Linked DNA regions of Oryctolagus cuniculus: region 2 is linked to region 1. Evidence: chromatin contacts called from public Hi-C data. All regions are on one chromosome and are shown on one strand. Each heading gives the region's core, a stretch centred on a gene start, on an enhancer-like site or on the middle of the called end of the contact. The rest is flanking DNA. Distances are from core to core; before and after follow the strand shown. Region 1 overlaps SPIDR (scaffold protein involved in DNA repair). Region 2 holds the start of CEBPD (CCAAT enhancer binding protein delta).

Region 1 (6,922 bases), core at 4,339-6,838:
CGCTCTCCATGTACAGTGTACTCCAGATTCTTCATGATAACACAGAAAAGGTCCCTGTTTGTACCATATGTTCCACCCAGTGACGATACCCACATCGATTTAGCTATCTCCTGCAGTGGACTTCTCCATTGGTTCCCATCTTGCCCACATGAAAACATATATTTTCCAAGTTCTATACTTTTCCTGTTTTGAAGCTTCTTTTGCAGTGTGACCTTGGTGCCAAAAGAATACATTTCAGCCAGCGCTGTGGCTCACTAGGTTAATCCTCTGCCTGCGGCGCCGGTACTCCAGGTTCTAGTCCTGCTCAGGGCACCGGTTCTGTCCCGGTTGCTCCTCTTCCAGTCCAGCTCTCTGCTGTGGTCCGGGGGTGCAGTGGAGGATGGCCCAAGTGCTTGGGCCCTGCACCCGCATGGTAGACCAGGAGGAAGCACCTGGCTCCTGGCTTCGGATTGGCGCAGTGGGCAGGCCATAACGGCCATTTGGGGGGTGAACCAACGGAAGGAAGACCTTTCTCTCTGTCTCTACTGTCTGACTATCTAACTCTGCCTGTCAAAAGAAAAAAAAAATAATACATTTCTTTTCTGAGATTCCTGATCAGTTGTCCCTGATCGGTGACAACTGACTGAACACCAAAAAGGAAACCTCCTGAAGTGAAATGGACACTATGAGAAACGGTGACTTGATCAGCATAGCCCTGTTAATGAACAGCTTAATACATTATCCCTCTTAGTAGTTTTTTTGTCTGTTCTACTTAATATGACTGGTTTAATTCTGTAATTAATACACAGTTATTCTTAAGTGTTGATATTTAACTGAAATGTGATCCCTGTTAAACATAAGAGTAGGAATAAGAGAGGGAAGAGATACATAATTTGGGACATGCTCAGGCTGACTTGCCCCAAATGGTAGAGTTAGAAACATACCAGGGGACTCCAATTTAATCCCATCAAGGTGGCATGTACCAATGCCATCTCACTAGTCCAAGTGATCAATTTCAGTTCACAATTGATCATAATGAAAGGACTAAGAGTCAAAGGGAGCACATAAACAAGTCTAGTACCTGCTAACACTAACCGATAGAATAAATAAAGGGGAGAGTGATCCAACATGGGAAGTGAGATACTCAGCAGACTCATAGAATGGCAGATGTCCTAAATAGCACTCTGGCCTCAGAATCAGCCCTAAAGGCATTCAGATCTGGCTGAAAAGCCCATGAGAGTATTTCAGGCATGGAAAGCCAAGACACTCTGGCAAAAGATCTCTGCGAGTGAGATCCCAGTGGAAAGAACAGGTCTTCAAAGAAGGAGGTACCTTTCTCTGAAGGGAGGAGAGAACCTCCACTTTGACTATGACCTTGTCTAAACAAGATAAGAGTCGGAGAACTCAAGGGGCTTCCATAGCCTTGGAAACTCATGACTGGAGCCTAGGGAGATTACTGATGCCATAGACAGGAGTGTCAATTGGTAAAGTCAACTACAGGAGTCACTGTGCACTTACTCCTCATGTAGGATCTCTGTCCTTAATGTGCTGTGCATTGAGATTTAATGCTATAACGAGTACTCAAACAATATATTTCACTTGGTGTTTCTATGGGGGTGCAAACTGTTGAAATCTTTACTTAATGCATACTAAACTGATCCTCTGTTAAAAAAAAAAAAAAAAGAAAAGAAATTATCAACTCCCAACTTGACTCTCACTGGGATTAAACATGACAATAGGTCTGATCTGATTTCATCATCATTTAAAAAATCATCTATTATTTTTCACTTTATGTTTCTGTGTGGGAGCAAACTGTTGAAATCCTTACTTAATGTATACTAAGCTGATCTTCTGTATATTAAGATAATCGAAAATGAATCTTGATGTGAATGGAAGGGGAGAGGGAGTGGGAAAGGGGAGGGTTGTGGGTGGGAGGGACGGTATGGGGGGGAAGCCATTGTAATCCATAAATCGTACTTTGGAAATTTATATTCATTAAATAAAAGTTAAAAAAAAATAATACATTTCTTTTCTGAGATTCCCTTTTCCATTTATTCCCATTTTCAGGATCTTAAATGTTATTTAAACACTGAACATATTGATTTGTAACTCTCTGCTGCCATTTGTGTTGTTATTTCATTCAGGTAGAGACTAGAATTGATGGACTATTTTATTAACCTGTATTTTAAAGGCTTTGTCTTTCTGGGCAAGGAAAGATAAAGAGAGTATAAAACAGATGAATGGTCCAGAGGAGATGTAGATTCAGTTGTGAAGAAAAGGCCTGTTTGCTTAGCTTCTTAAGTTTGTGCTATATAAGATGCAATGAGATGGGGCCAGCATGTGGCATAGCAGGTTAAGCCACTATTCCGATTCCAATATCCTATATGGACACTGGTTCAAGTGCTGGCTGCTTCACTTCTGTTCCAGCTCCCTGCTAGTGCCTGGTAAAGCAGTAGAGGATGGCCCAAGTCCTTGTGCCTCTGTACCCACATGGGATACCTGGAAGAAGCTACTGGTTCCTGTCTCTGGCCAGGCCCAGCCCTGGCCACTGAGCACATTTGAGGAAAGAACCAGCTGATGGAAGATTCTCTGTCTCTCTCTCTTAACTCTGCCTTTCAAAAGAAATAAGATAAATCTTTTAAAAAATATATGCAATGGGATAAGGAAAAATGTGTGTTTACTTTGCACACACATGGAGCTTCTAGATAGTGGAAAAGGTAACATGTACCTATTAAAAGTGACTGGAAGCCAGAGCAAGACAAATCTAATGCCAGTCATTCCGAGTCAGAGCGAAGCAGACTGTTGAGATGAGAACAATAAGAAGGGTCTTTGTGGAGCTAGCCCTTTTAGGCTAGGGCATGTCTGTCTGAACAGGGGCCTAAGGTGTGGGTACCAGAAGCTGAGAACATGAAATTGCATGATGGGGTCTAAAGTAGGAGTTTGGGACCTAGGGAACACATGAGTGATAGGATAAGAAGCTTTGACAGCCAAGTCTAGGTTGAAGGAGAACATTCAGCACAGTGCTGGTGCCTTTCTTAGTGTGTTTGTGTAGGCTAGGGCAAATGTGTACACAAAACAGGCAAAGGTAGATCCAAGGACATCAGTTTGGGAAACTCATGTTTCTGATGATCCTGTTCTAGACACTGAGTGTTTAAATGGAAAGGAAGGGTGAGTTGTTAAGATTTATTATTGAATTAGTTTCATTTCTGTTCAGTTTGATGTAAAAGAGGACTTAGAGCAGTTGGTAAATAACTATTGGAAAGCTGAGATCCTGTAGAGCTGACTGACAGGATATAGTGGAATTCTGAGAAAGAGGGTGATTATTAGCTCAGCGTTACGACATGAGGCTATGTGAGATACTCAGTACAGTTGTCCAAAAGTATTCATAGAGGAGTTGGTTCTAAGCCCCCCTGTGAATATGAAAACCCCTGGATATGCAAGTACTCATATAAAATGGCATAGTATTAGCATGTGACCGTAACAATTCTCCTGTGTAAGTTAAATCATCCCTACAGTACTTATACTGCCCAAAATGATGAAAATGTTATGTAATTAGTTGTTACACTGTATTGCTTAGGGAATGATAACAAGAATTAAAAGTTTGTACATGACAGACCCAATTTTGTTTCCAGAATATTTTCCAGTTGAAACTGGAAATTGGTGACTATACCAATGAGGAACCAATGAATACCAAAGGCTGACTATTATATATGCTTCTTAGGCATATATAATGTGATTGGATTAAGGACGAAGGGACTGGAAGCAATATTTGAGAGTTGCCTATGGTTTTTTGGTTATTACGGTCTCAGAATTGAAAAATAAAGTCTTTATCAAATAAGAACCTACTATTTTTAATTAATTGGTACTGTAAGATTCCTTCTGGATATCAAGTGTTGATGCAAAATCTGAACTGTGGTAGGTAGAATTCTAAATGACTTCCAATGTGCCCACTCATCACAGTGTACTGAATAATCCCTGGAACTTAGACTAGGATTTGATTTTACCATCGTGATTAGGTTTTGTTATATGGTATAGCTGGCTTTGAGAAAAGACTTTATCTTCAGTGCACTTTTCCTAATTCCTGAGCTCTTCAAATCTAGGTCTGGAAGACAGAGGCTGAAGAAGTTAGAGACTTGGAGCAGGAAGGGTTTGTGTGTTGTTTCTGGCTTGAAAATGGAGGGAATCCCAGGGCAGGGGACATATAGCATCCTGCAGGTCAGAGCAGACCTCAGCAGGCATCCCAAAAAGAAACAGGACCCGCTTCTGTAACTACAAGGAGCTGAATTCTGCACAACAACAAGAATGAGTTTCTACTTGGATTTTTCTCCAGAGGAAGACTAACCACTACCCAACACATAGATTTCAGCTTTGCCATAGCCTGAGCAGAGGACCCAGCTATAACTTGCAGGACTTCTGGCCTGCGGAACTGTGTAAGTTAATAAGTGGGTCTTGCTTTGAGCCAAGAAGTTTGTGGTCACTTGTTACATAGAAATAGGAAACTAACACACAGTATGAGAACAACAGTTGAAGCACGCAAGTAGTGTGGACCATTGTAGAAATTCACATACTTAAGACAGTGGGAACATGGAATAAAAAGAAGTTTAACTGGTTAAAAAAGGCAAGAAATTCTATCACTAGCTTTCTCCTTCTTCCTGCTGGCTCTCTCCACTCCTTTCATAATACTTAGTCCATAACCAGCCTGACTGTTAGTCAGCATTGTAGCAGTAGCATCCAGCAGATACTTGGTGTTCAAGAAGTGTATGAGAAATGATTGAAGGCAAGTAAGGAATTTTGCTTTGCTAGAAAAAAATATGTCTGGTGGGAAACAGGGAAGATGAAGATGGTAATGACATAGTGATTCAAAAGCTAAATTAAAAATTATAGAATGAGAGGCCAGCGCCTTGGCGCACTAGGTTAATCCTCCACCTGTGGTGCCGGCATACCATATGGGCTCCAGGTTCTAGTCCCGGTTGCTCCTCTTCCAGTGCAGCTCTCTGCTATGGCCTGGGATAGCAGTAGAAGGTGGCCCAAGTGCTTGGGCCCCTGCACCCGCATGGGAGACCAGGAGGAGGCACCTGGCTCCTGGCTTTGGATTGGCATAGCTCCAGCCATGGCGGCCATTTGGGGAGTGAACCAACGGAAGGAAGACTTTTCTCCCCGTCTCTCTCTCTCTCTCTCTCTCTCTCTCTCTCACTGTCTGTAACTCTATCTGTAAAATAAATAAATAAAAATCTTTAAAAAAATAATTATAGAATGACAGGTGTTTTCTTAGTTCAGTTGGGCTACTATAAGAAAACAACACAGACTTGGTGGTTTATAAACAGTAGAATTGCTTATAGCTCTGGAGACTGGAAAGTCCAAGATCAGGCTGCCAGCAGATCTGGTTGCTTGGCTCATCAACAGCCACATTTTCTGTAACTTTACATGGTGGGAGGGGTGGCAGTTCTCAGAAGCCTCTTTCATAAGGACACTAATCCCATTTATGAGGGCTCTGCCTCCATGACCTAGTCACCTTCCAAAGGCCCCATTTCCTAATATTATCACATTGGGGACTAATTTCAGCAATTCTAGGAGGACAAAAACTTGCAGTCTCTTGCAGATGTCACTGGTTGTTGACAGAGTGGGAAGGAGCTAAGAGGTCAAAAAGGCAGTTTTGCTAGGGAGATCATACTGCTGAGTATAGTTGGTTTTCAGTAAAATGGTGAATGCTAAAATAAATTTTTAGTAATTCAAATAAAAAGTAGGTCCTTGGTGCCTTGCATTGTCTTGCCAAGGTGAATGTGCTGTGGCTTTGATGTGAAGAGAGAAAAACATCATGGGAGCAGGAACTTCAACATCTTTCTGGACAGACATGGCTAAATGTATGGTTAACCTGGGGCAAAGAAAGTGAGTATAGTCTTCCCTTAGGAAAATTTGCCAACAGTCTTTCCTCTAGTAACATTGTTAACTTTCATAAAGCTTCTTATTCAGTTTCCTGCTTAGCTCTGGAACAGGTCTACTCTGTGAATGTTTATAAGCATCAGGAAGAGAATTCTGGGCATGAGTTTAAAAATTAAAAAGAGAATTAAATAAGTGGGTAAACACATCCCATTTGATTGACACCCAGTGATGCAAGGGATAGAAACAGCCTCTTCTGTCAGAGATTCCTTAGATTTTATTATTAAGTAGTGTGATGTAAAGCTAAACATAGTAATTATAATGCCAAAAAATGATTGGCAGTGTCTTCTCTGTGACTAGGGTACATTTCCTAGGCATGTGGAAATAAACTGTAGGAGAAGTAGCCATAATCATGTAGGCTGGGTAGGTTTGTATATGAAGATGAGGTGGGACATTCTAAAATGGAGGGAAATACGAATGTGAGGTGAGTGAGAGTGTTTGTCCCCTCTGTCTCTTTGAATTCATAGTGTATATTTTTTCCTGAAAAATTTTTGCAAGGAATAAAAATGGAGAGAGGAAGCTCCTAACAAGACAATGCTTAATAGACATTTGACTTTTGTTTTGGATTTATAATTAATGTTTACCTGAACTAGTTAGTGTTTTAACTGTGTTTGAGACCACAAATAGTTTCTTCAATATTTTCTCAAGTGCTTAAGACACTTAATTCTCCCTCTTGACTTCCTCTTAAGCTTTGAAACTGCAATTTCCTTTGTAGGAACAACTTCCTGCTGGGTGCTGCTTTCTCTGGCCACTTCTGTCTTGGGTGTCCTGTGTTTTTATCTGAAGTCCTAAGTGCATTGCAACACTAGCCATTTCATCATGGTGTGAATTGAGAAAGTCTAGCAGGAAATCACAAGTTGATTGTCCTCTATGCCAGCCTCCAGCCTCATGTTTCTTGGTTGCTGTGTCATGATAGGCAGTTGGTATTCTGAGTGGCAGTTATGAAGGGGACACTTTGTGGAATGGACTTCTTTTCCAGGGGTTTATCTAAGACAGTAATCATCTG
Region 2 (7,046 bases), core at 3,016-5,515, 350 kb after region 1:
GCCATGCATATCATATGTGAGCCTTAAGAAGTAGGACTCCCTGTCCAGTTCCTTCTTTTTCTGTCTTGAGCAGCAACTCTCTTGCCCCCCATTACTCACTCCATAAACCACCTGCTGACCTTAATCTTAACAGTTTTACCAAGGAAGCCAAAATTCTTCACAAAGCACATTACATAGGCTAGATATTTTTGCACCATGCCTGTCTTACATAAAAGAAAACTGAATTAGCACAGTGAGTTGGCATCAGAATGGTGCTCTCTCACAGATTGCTTATTGCTACGAAACAAACCATCCCAAAACATTGTGGCTTCCACATTTATTCAGCACACAGACCTGCAGTTCAGATAGTTCCCCTAGGACAGCTCGTCCTGCTCCACTGGGCATCAGCTGCAGTCCCCCAGGCTGCGCTTGGGGCCACCGGAGTCTCCTTGCTGAGGCGGTGGCTGGACTCCTCCCGAGAGAAGCAAGCAGAAAGCTGGCCACCTTTCCTATCTACATTTAGACTGCCACTCAGCGTCCCTTCCACTACTCTCTGTTAATGAGATGCTGGTCACTGAGGCCAAAAGGGTGAGGGCAGTGAGGTACTCACCTCTGATGGGAGGGCCACACTGGAGCCACAGACTGTGCCTGCTTTGACGTCAGAGCCTCAGTCTTCCTGGTCATGACACGTTCCTGGTAGAAGGGGTGAGCTAGCATACACATCACAGAGCTGTTGTAGACATTTGGTAGGTGCCTTGCACAGAGGAGGAGAAGGAACTGCCTGTAGAACTACTGTGCAGGTGGTATTACCCTCTAGGGCTTTCTCCTCTCAGGCGGCCACAGATGGAATTTATCCCAACGTTTTGAAGCCTTTATTTTCAGCCTGTCTCATCAGGGTAGGAACCCTGGATGCCCGGTTCCTGTGTTATGTGAAGCTTGCCCAGTTAATCACACGGACTCTAAAGAAGCAGTTTAGTGTCACTACAACACAGAAAGAGGCCAGTGTAACTCTAGAAGAAAAGGAGGGAAGTTTGGGGCAAAGTACCAGGAAATCCTTTGACCGGAAGTGTTGCTGGATTGGGGAAGTGTCCCAAAGGAAGTGGGAGACAGCTGCGAGCCACAGGCCCACCCTCTGCCCAGCTGGAGGACAGGCAGATCCTTTGCACATCTTGTCCCCCAGTTCCTTTCCTAGGCCAGGTTATTGTGACATCCCCGAAAATATCAGTCAGAAATATTCTAAGTGTTCCTTTGGTACAAACAGAATTTAGTTATCAGAATAAAGTAATTCCTTCACTTTCCCTAATAAAGGGGGCTTTTTTAGCAGCCCTTGGTCCCCTACTTCCCCCACCAGTGTTCTCACCCTTTGAGGACTAAAAGGTCGTGGACGAGGGAAAAGGCCTCTGCTCTGGCCCTCTGGTGCTCTGTGTTGCCGGGAACAGAACGTCCGGGCTAACTCTGTTTGCTTTAACCAGCATGCCTTTCTCACTGCAGAGTTATGAAGTGAAGAGTGTCCTCGGCAGGGAGGTGGGGTTGGCGAGTTGTTTTGTGCAGTCCATCACCACCCACCCGACCAGCTGCATTGGACTGGAGGAAATCAAGCTTCAGAGTGCGCGAGGCACCTCGGCAGAGCGCCCGCCCCAGCCACAGGACCTGTGAACTTTGTAGTGTGGCTGCGGGGGTGGCGGTGGGGGGTTGAAGTAGTTATCTGTTAACTATGGACCCAGCTAATGTACTTTATGATCTCAACACAAAACTTAGATTTTTCTGGGGCAAAAGTTATTAAAATGGTTTTGTAAGCTGTAAATCAAAATACCTCTCTCTACAATTTTGGTGGTTTTTTTTTTTTTATCAACTTCCAATAAATTCAGGAACATGTTGTTGAAACTGAAGGTCTTTTTGTATTTGCTTGGGCAGTAATAATGTGTAAGAAAATCCTGTTCTATTCAGTTGTAAAGTGTTTAGTATTTAACAGTTCCCCCCAAAGAATAGCTGTAAAGCAGAACCTTCCTCGCCCCTGTGATTTCGGTCTGGAGGGCTGTGACGAGTGTCCAGCAGAGGCATCTTCCAATTCAGTATTTTGGGGAAAATGCTCAGGGGAGCCATGTCAGAGGTGAGATTCCCATAAAGTGTAGCTAAGAAGCAGCGTGTTTACCACTCCTGAGCAGAGAGAGGGCTCACCCCACGGAGCTGTGTCATCACATGGGCCAAGCACAGACCTCAGAACCAGCCAGATACCCTTGGCTTTGTTGGCAGAGATTTAAATTGCACTTAAAACCACGAATTAATTAGCTTTGGACACTAAAGGTTTTGTGTTTCCTCCTTAGAGCAGTATAATCATGACAGGCTGGTTAATTAATTACATAATATCCACGCAGCAGGTAGCCCAAGAAAAGGTGCCTAGGACCCAGTTTTCTTGGGCGGGAGGCACACGGTTCTATTTATTTGGATTAAGTCTAGAAACTTTACAGTTACCTCCAAGATGAAATTTTAAGTAGCTCGATGACTGTCCTTTTCATCAGCCACATGACTTGTGCGCTTAGGCGCACTTTGAAAATCTGAGGAAAGTGAAAGCACAGGCCAGCCTTGAAGCCCGAAGGGACTGGGAAAGGCCCCTGGGTCTCCTGAGCCCCACACTCTCACCCCTCACGCAGCCATCTAACCTTAGGGAGCTCCTGGGCTGAGCTCTGCAGGGCCCCCAGGTCGCCCTGCCCCCGCACCTCCCGCTGGAAAGCTGCTAGCTTAACGCGCGGTTACTCATCTGCATCCACCTCAGCCAAGTTCAGTAAGACCTGTGGAGCTAGACCTTGGCGGGTTTCAAAAGCAGTGCGGACCCAATCTACGGACCAGCTCGCCTCCCCCACGGACACACACCTGGCCCCGTGCTTCCCAGGCGCTCGCCCTCCGCCAGGTCCTGGAACGCACCTCCCCCAGCGAGGTCCTGGCGCCACCGGCGTGCAGCAGTCACTGCGAATATAGGAAGCAGGGGCGATTTTAAATGCTTCTTTATTCTTACAAATACTGTAAAAATTAATATAAAAAAGTGAGCATGCTCAGTCTTTTCCTCTTATCTATAATACAAAGGGTTTGTCTGAAAAGTTTTTTTTTTTTTTCATACAAATGTACCTTAGCTGCATCAACAGGAGTATGATGTAGAAAAAGCTACCATTATAAAAATAATTTAAGGGAAAATAAACACGTATAGCTTCTCTCGCAGTTCAGTGGTGGTAAGTCCAGGCTGTAGCTTCCCGTCGCCCACACGTCCCGAAGAAAACTGCAGCCGGCGCCGGGCGGCTCTGTGGGCGCCCGGGCTGCGCAAGGCAGGGCACGCTCGCTCCCGGGCCGTCGGGTCTGAGGTATCGGTCGTTGGTTAGTCTGTCCCGTTCGGGCCGCGCGTTACCGGCAGTCGGCGGCCCCGGTGGCGGGCAGGAAGGGCGGGCTGGGCAGCTGCTTGAAGAACTGCCGGAGCCCGGCCAGGTCCCGCGTGAGCTGCTCCACGCGCTGGTGCAGCTTCTCATTCTCCGCCGACAGCTCCACCAGCTTCTGCTGCATCTCCTGGTTGCGCCGCTTGGCCTTGTCGCGGCTCTTGCGCACGGCGATGTTGTTGCGCTCGCGCCGCTGCCTGTACTCGGGGCTGCCGCGGTCCGGGCCCCTCTTGCCGGTGCCCTTCTCCCGGGCAGGGCCGGGCGCGGGGCTCGGCCCCGGGCTGGCTCGCGGCGGCTCCGGCGACGTGGGCGGTGTGGGTTGCGCGGCGGCCGCCAGGCTCACCACGGTCTGCGCGCACGCGGCCACCTGCGCGGGCAGCAACGAGCCCGGCGCGTCGCCGCCGTCGCCCCAGTCGGGTTCGCGCTTGAGCGGACGCGGGGCGGCGGGGCCTGGGCCCGGGGGCCGCGGGGGACCGCCTGGCAGCAGCTCCAGGGCGCCCGCTCCGCCCGCGCCGCCGCCGCCGCCTGCTTTGTGGTTGCTGTTGAAGAGGTCAGCGAAGAGCTCGTCGTGGCACAGTTCCAGGGTGGGCACTGCGGCCATGGAGTCGATGTAGGCGCTGAAGTCGATGGCGCTTTCGTCGTCGTACATCGCGGGGGCGGCGGCGCCCGGCTCCCCGAGGGTCCCCGGTTCGGCCCCTCGGCCCGGCTTTCCCACTCGACCCGGCTCGTAGAAGGGTGCGGGCTCCGTGGGCCAGGGCGCGCCGCGCGCCGGGCCGTCCAGGCTGAAGAGCGCGGCGCTCATGGCGGCGTCGGGCCGGGCTCGGAGTCCAATTGCGGCTGTCACCCAGCTGGGCCGGGCCCGCCGCCTTTTCTAGCCCCGGCTGACGCGCACGCCCCGCCCCGGCTCCGGCACCGCGGGGGCGCCCCGGGGCCGCGGGGGAGGGGGGGCGCACCCTAAGAGCCCCCGCCCTGCGCCCTGGAGCCGCCCCCAGCCCCGAGCCTTGCCCTGGCGCACATCCCGCCTTGCTGCGCGCCGGGGGCCCCTACGCGGCCGTGGGACCCCCGGAGCGCGCGTGGGGGAGGGGCGCGCGCCTCTTCCCTCCGCCCCCGGCCGGCCCGAGCCGCGCTGCTGGGAATGACCCTCCCTCTGCCCGCACTCCAGGCCTTCCCTCCTTCCTGTTTGTGAGCTTTGGAACCTCTTGGTTTCTCGGTGCCGGCAGTGAAATCAAAACCAAGACTTGGCCGTGGCGTGCACGTCGCGGGAGGGAGAGGGACTGGGCGACTCAAGGACGGAGGGGTGCGCGCGGCCGGGAGGCTCCTGGGCCGCAAGCGGCTGATTCGCCCACCCGACCTTTGCCCGGACGCCTCCGCCCCGGGAACGGATGCGGGCAGCTGCCCAGAGGGCAGGCTGCCGGGACGGTCTCCCGGCGCAGCCTCTACTGGGACATGTCCGCGAGGCGGCGGGCAGGCAGTGGATGGCGGGAGGCCGTCCCGCACCTCACCCGCCCGTCGCTCTGGAGCTGGGCGTTCCAGCTAGCCCTAGGGGTCGACGCCCAGCAAAATGCTGTTGGTGCGTCCCAACCAAGGGGCAGCGGGACGTCCTCGTCGAGAGCGGAGTGCAGGGCAGCGGTGGTCGCCCTGGACATAGCGTGCCCCGGGGGCGCCGAGGCCCTCCTGCCGTCCCGAGCCCCGCAAGGCACCCGCGCTCCCCTCGAGCTCCTGCGCACTGGGCCGAGGCTTCCGGGTCTACTAAAGCAGTGCCATCTTGTGGTGGTGTCTTGCTTCAGCCCTATTGTTAATGCCAGGCTCTTTTTCCCTTTCTGACTACTCCAAAATACAGTGCTGTTGAATTTACAGTATTTAGGTCCTTTAGGGAAGAAACACAGCTGTAACCGGGTGTTAGGCTGCTAGCTCTTCATACTGTGAATTGCATGAGAAGACGCGGCGAGGATGGGCTTGATTTCCTGCGGTTTGAGGCAGGCATTCTCGTCAATTCTACTAAGTCACAACCCTTATTCAGTCCTGGCCTCCATCTCGCATCTCTTCTTCGCTTAGGCTTTTCACGCACCCTGGGTTGGTTCCGAGCACCAAACGTTCCACAGACTGCTCCGGTCCATCCTAGAGATAATTGGTAATTTCTTTTTTGTTTTAAAGATTTATTTATTTTACTTGAAAGTCAGAGTTACATAGAGAGAGGAGAGGCAGAGAGAGAGAGAGAGAGAGAGGTCTTCCATGGTTCACTCCCCAGTTGGCCGCAATGGCCGGAGCTGCTGCACCCATTCGAAGCCAGGAGCCAGGAGCCAGGAGCTGCTTCCGGGTCTCCCACATGAGTGCAGGGGCCCAAGGACTTGGGCCATCTTCCACTGTTTCCTAGGCCATAGCAGAGAGCTGGATGGGAAGTGGAGCAGCCAGGTGTTGAACCCAGATGGGATGCCAGCGCTTCAGGCCAGGGTGTTAACCCGCTGCACCACAGTGCCGGCCCCTGGAGGTAATTTCTAATATTGCACTGAAACTATGGGATATTTAATGGGTTTTCTAAAAGGACAGACCGCTTTAAAATTTCATAGAGAGGGTCCCTCAAGTTGCTGTTGAGACTACTTACCTATTCAGAGTAAAACCCAAGAGTGCATATAGCATGGGCCCATGCACACTCCGAGAGCCTACATTTTTCTTGGTTCTTAGGGAACACAAATACACTGAGTGACCATGCACTCAAGAACAATTCAGGTACAACATTCTAGGAGATGATCTTCTGCTTGCCCACCAGAGTGGATGTAAATGTGTTTCTGACAGCTGAGTTTCCTAGGCCATGTTGTACCCTGGGATGCTCAGACCAGCCAGGTAGAAGGCCCTTGACTGGGTGGGGCTGAACTAGGGAGAAAGGCTAGGCCTACATTTTAGAAACTGATGGGCAGGCGCTCTGGCGCAATAGGCAGGGTTTCCGCCTGGGCACTGGCTCATGTCCAGCTGCTCCTTTTCTGGTGCCGCTCTTTGCTGTGGCCTGGGAAGGTGGTGGAGTTTGGCCTGAGTACTCGGGCCCCTGCACCCATATAAGAGACCCAGAGGAGGTGCTTGCCTCTGGATGGGCCCAGTTGTGGTTGTTGTGGCCATTTCGGGACTGAGCCAGTGGATGGAGGACATTTCTGTCTGTCTCTCACTCTCTCTGTAACTCTGCCTCTTAAATTAAAAAAAAAAAAAAAACTGACCAAGGTGGGCCAGCACTGTGGCGCAGTTGGTAAAGCTTCTGCCTGCCTGCCCACATCCCATAGGGGTGCTGATTAGAGACCCAGCTGCTCTACTTCTGATCCAGCTCCCTGCTAATGCTCCTGAGAAAGCACTGGAGGATGGCCCAAGCCCTTGGGCTCCTGGCTCCTGCCTTCAGACTGGCCCAGCTCCAGCCCTTGCAGCCATTTGGTGAGTGAACCAGCAGATGGAAGATTCTCTGTCTCTCCCTCCCTCCCTCTCCCTGCCTCTGTATCTCTGCCAGAAACTAACCAGTGCCTATATTAGCCATATACCATCACTTTTACATTTAGAGATTTTCTTACCCCTCCAGAAAGAGAAAGGAGAGATCATAGGACAACAAAGTATGGGTTGGTTGTGCCATTTGAGCCCACCACAGCCTCTTTTTTTTTTTTTTGACAG

Evidence for each region. Hi-C and Micro-C count contacts between places; a contact is called where the count stands out from the background.
Region 2: a Hi-C map of an unstated tissue shows a contact between it and region 1, with 1.9 times the contacts expected there. The contact joins the promoter of CEBPD here to the enhancer-like site in region 1. A contact is called at or near these places in 2 of 6 Hi-C or Micro-C datasets (psoas muscle and an unstated tissue).

Annotation. Positions count from the first base shown.
Region 1 is chr6:71,606,698-71,613,619 of mOryCun1.1, forward strand. The region is part of intron 5 of SPIDR (scaffold protein involved in DNA repair); the gene reads left to right. It also overlaps the pseudogene LOC127490634. Among named protein-coding and RNA genes, the nearest start is that of SPIDR, 100 kb to the left of the region's middle. Within about 2 kb of position 5,589, at least 1 of the 8 cell types and tissues checked has an H3K27ac peak or open chromatin away from gene starts, as enhancers often do.
Region 2 is chr6:71,958,632-71,965,677 of mOryCun1.1, forward strand. CEBPD (CCAAT enhancer binding protein delta) reads right to left here and starts at 4,266. Exons shown (of 1, transcript XM_051844484.2): 1 at 2,966-4,266. The coding sequence starts at 4,203. The coding sequence ends at 3,373. All of the region lies in intron 19 of SPIDR (scaffold protein involved in DNA repair), which reads left to right. LOC108176496 (a long non-coding RNA gene) reads right to left here and starts at 991. Exons shown (of 4, transcript XR_007919030.2): 1 at 590-991.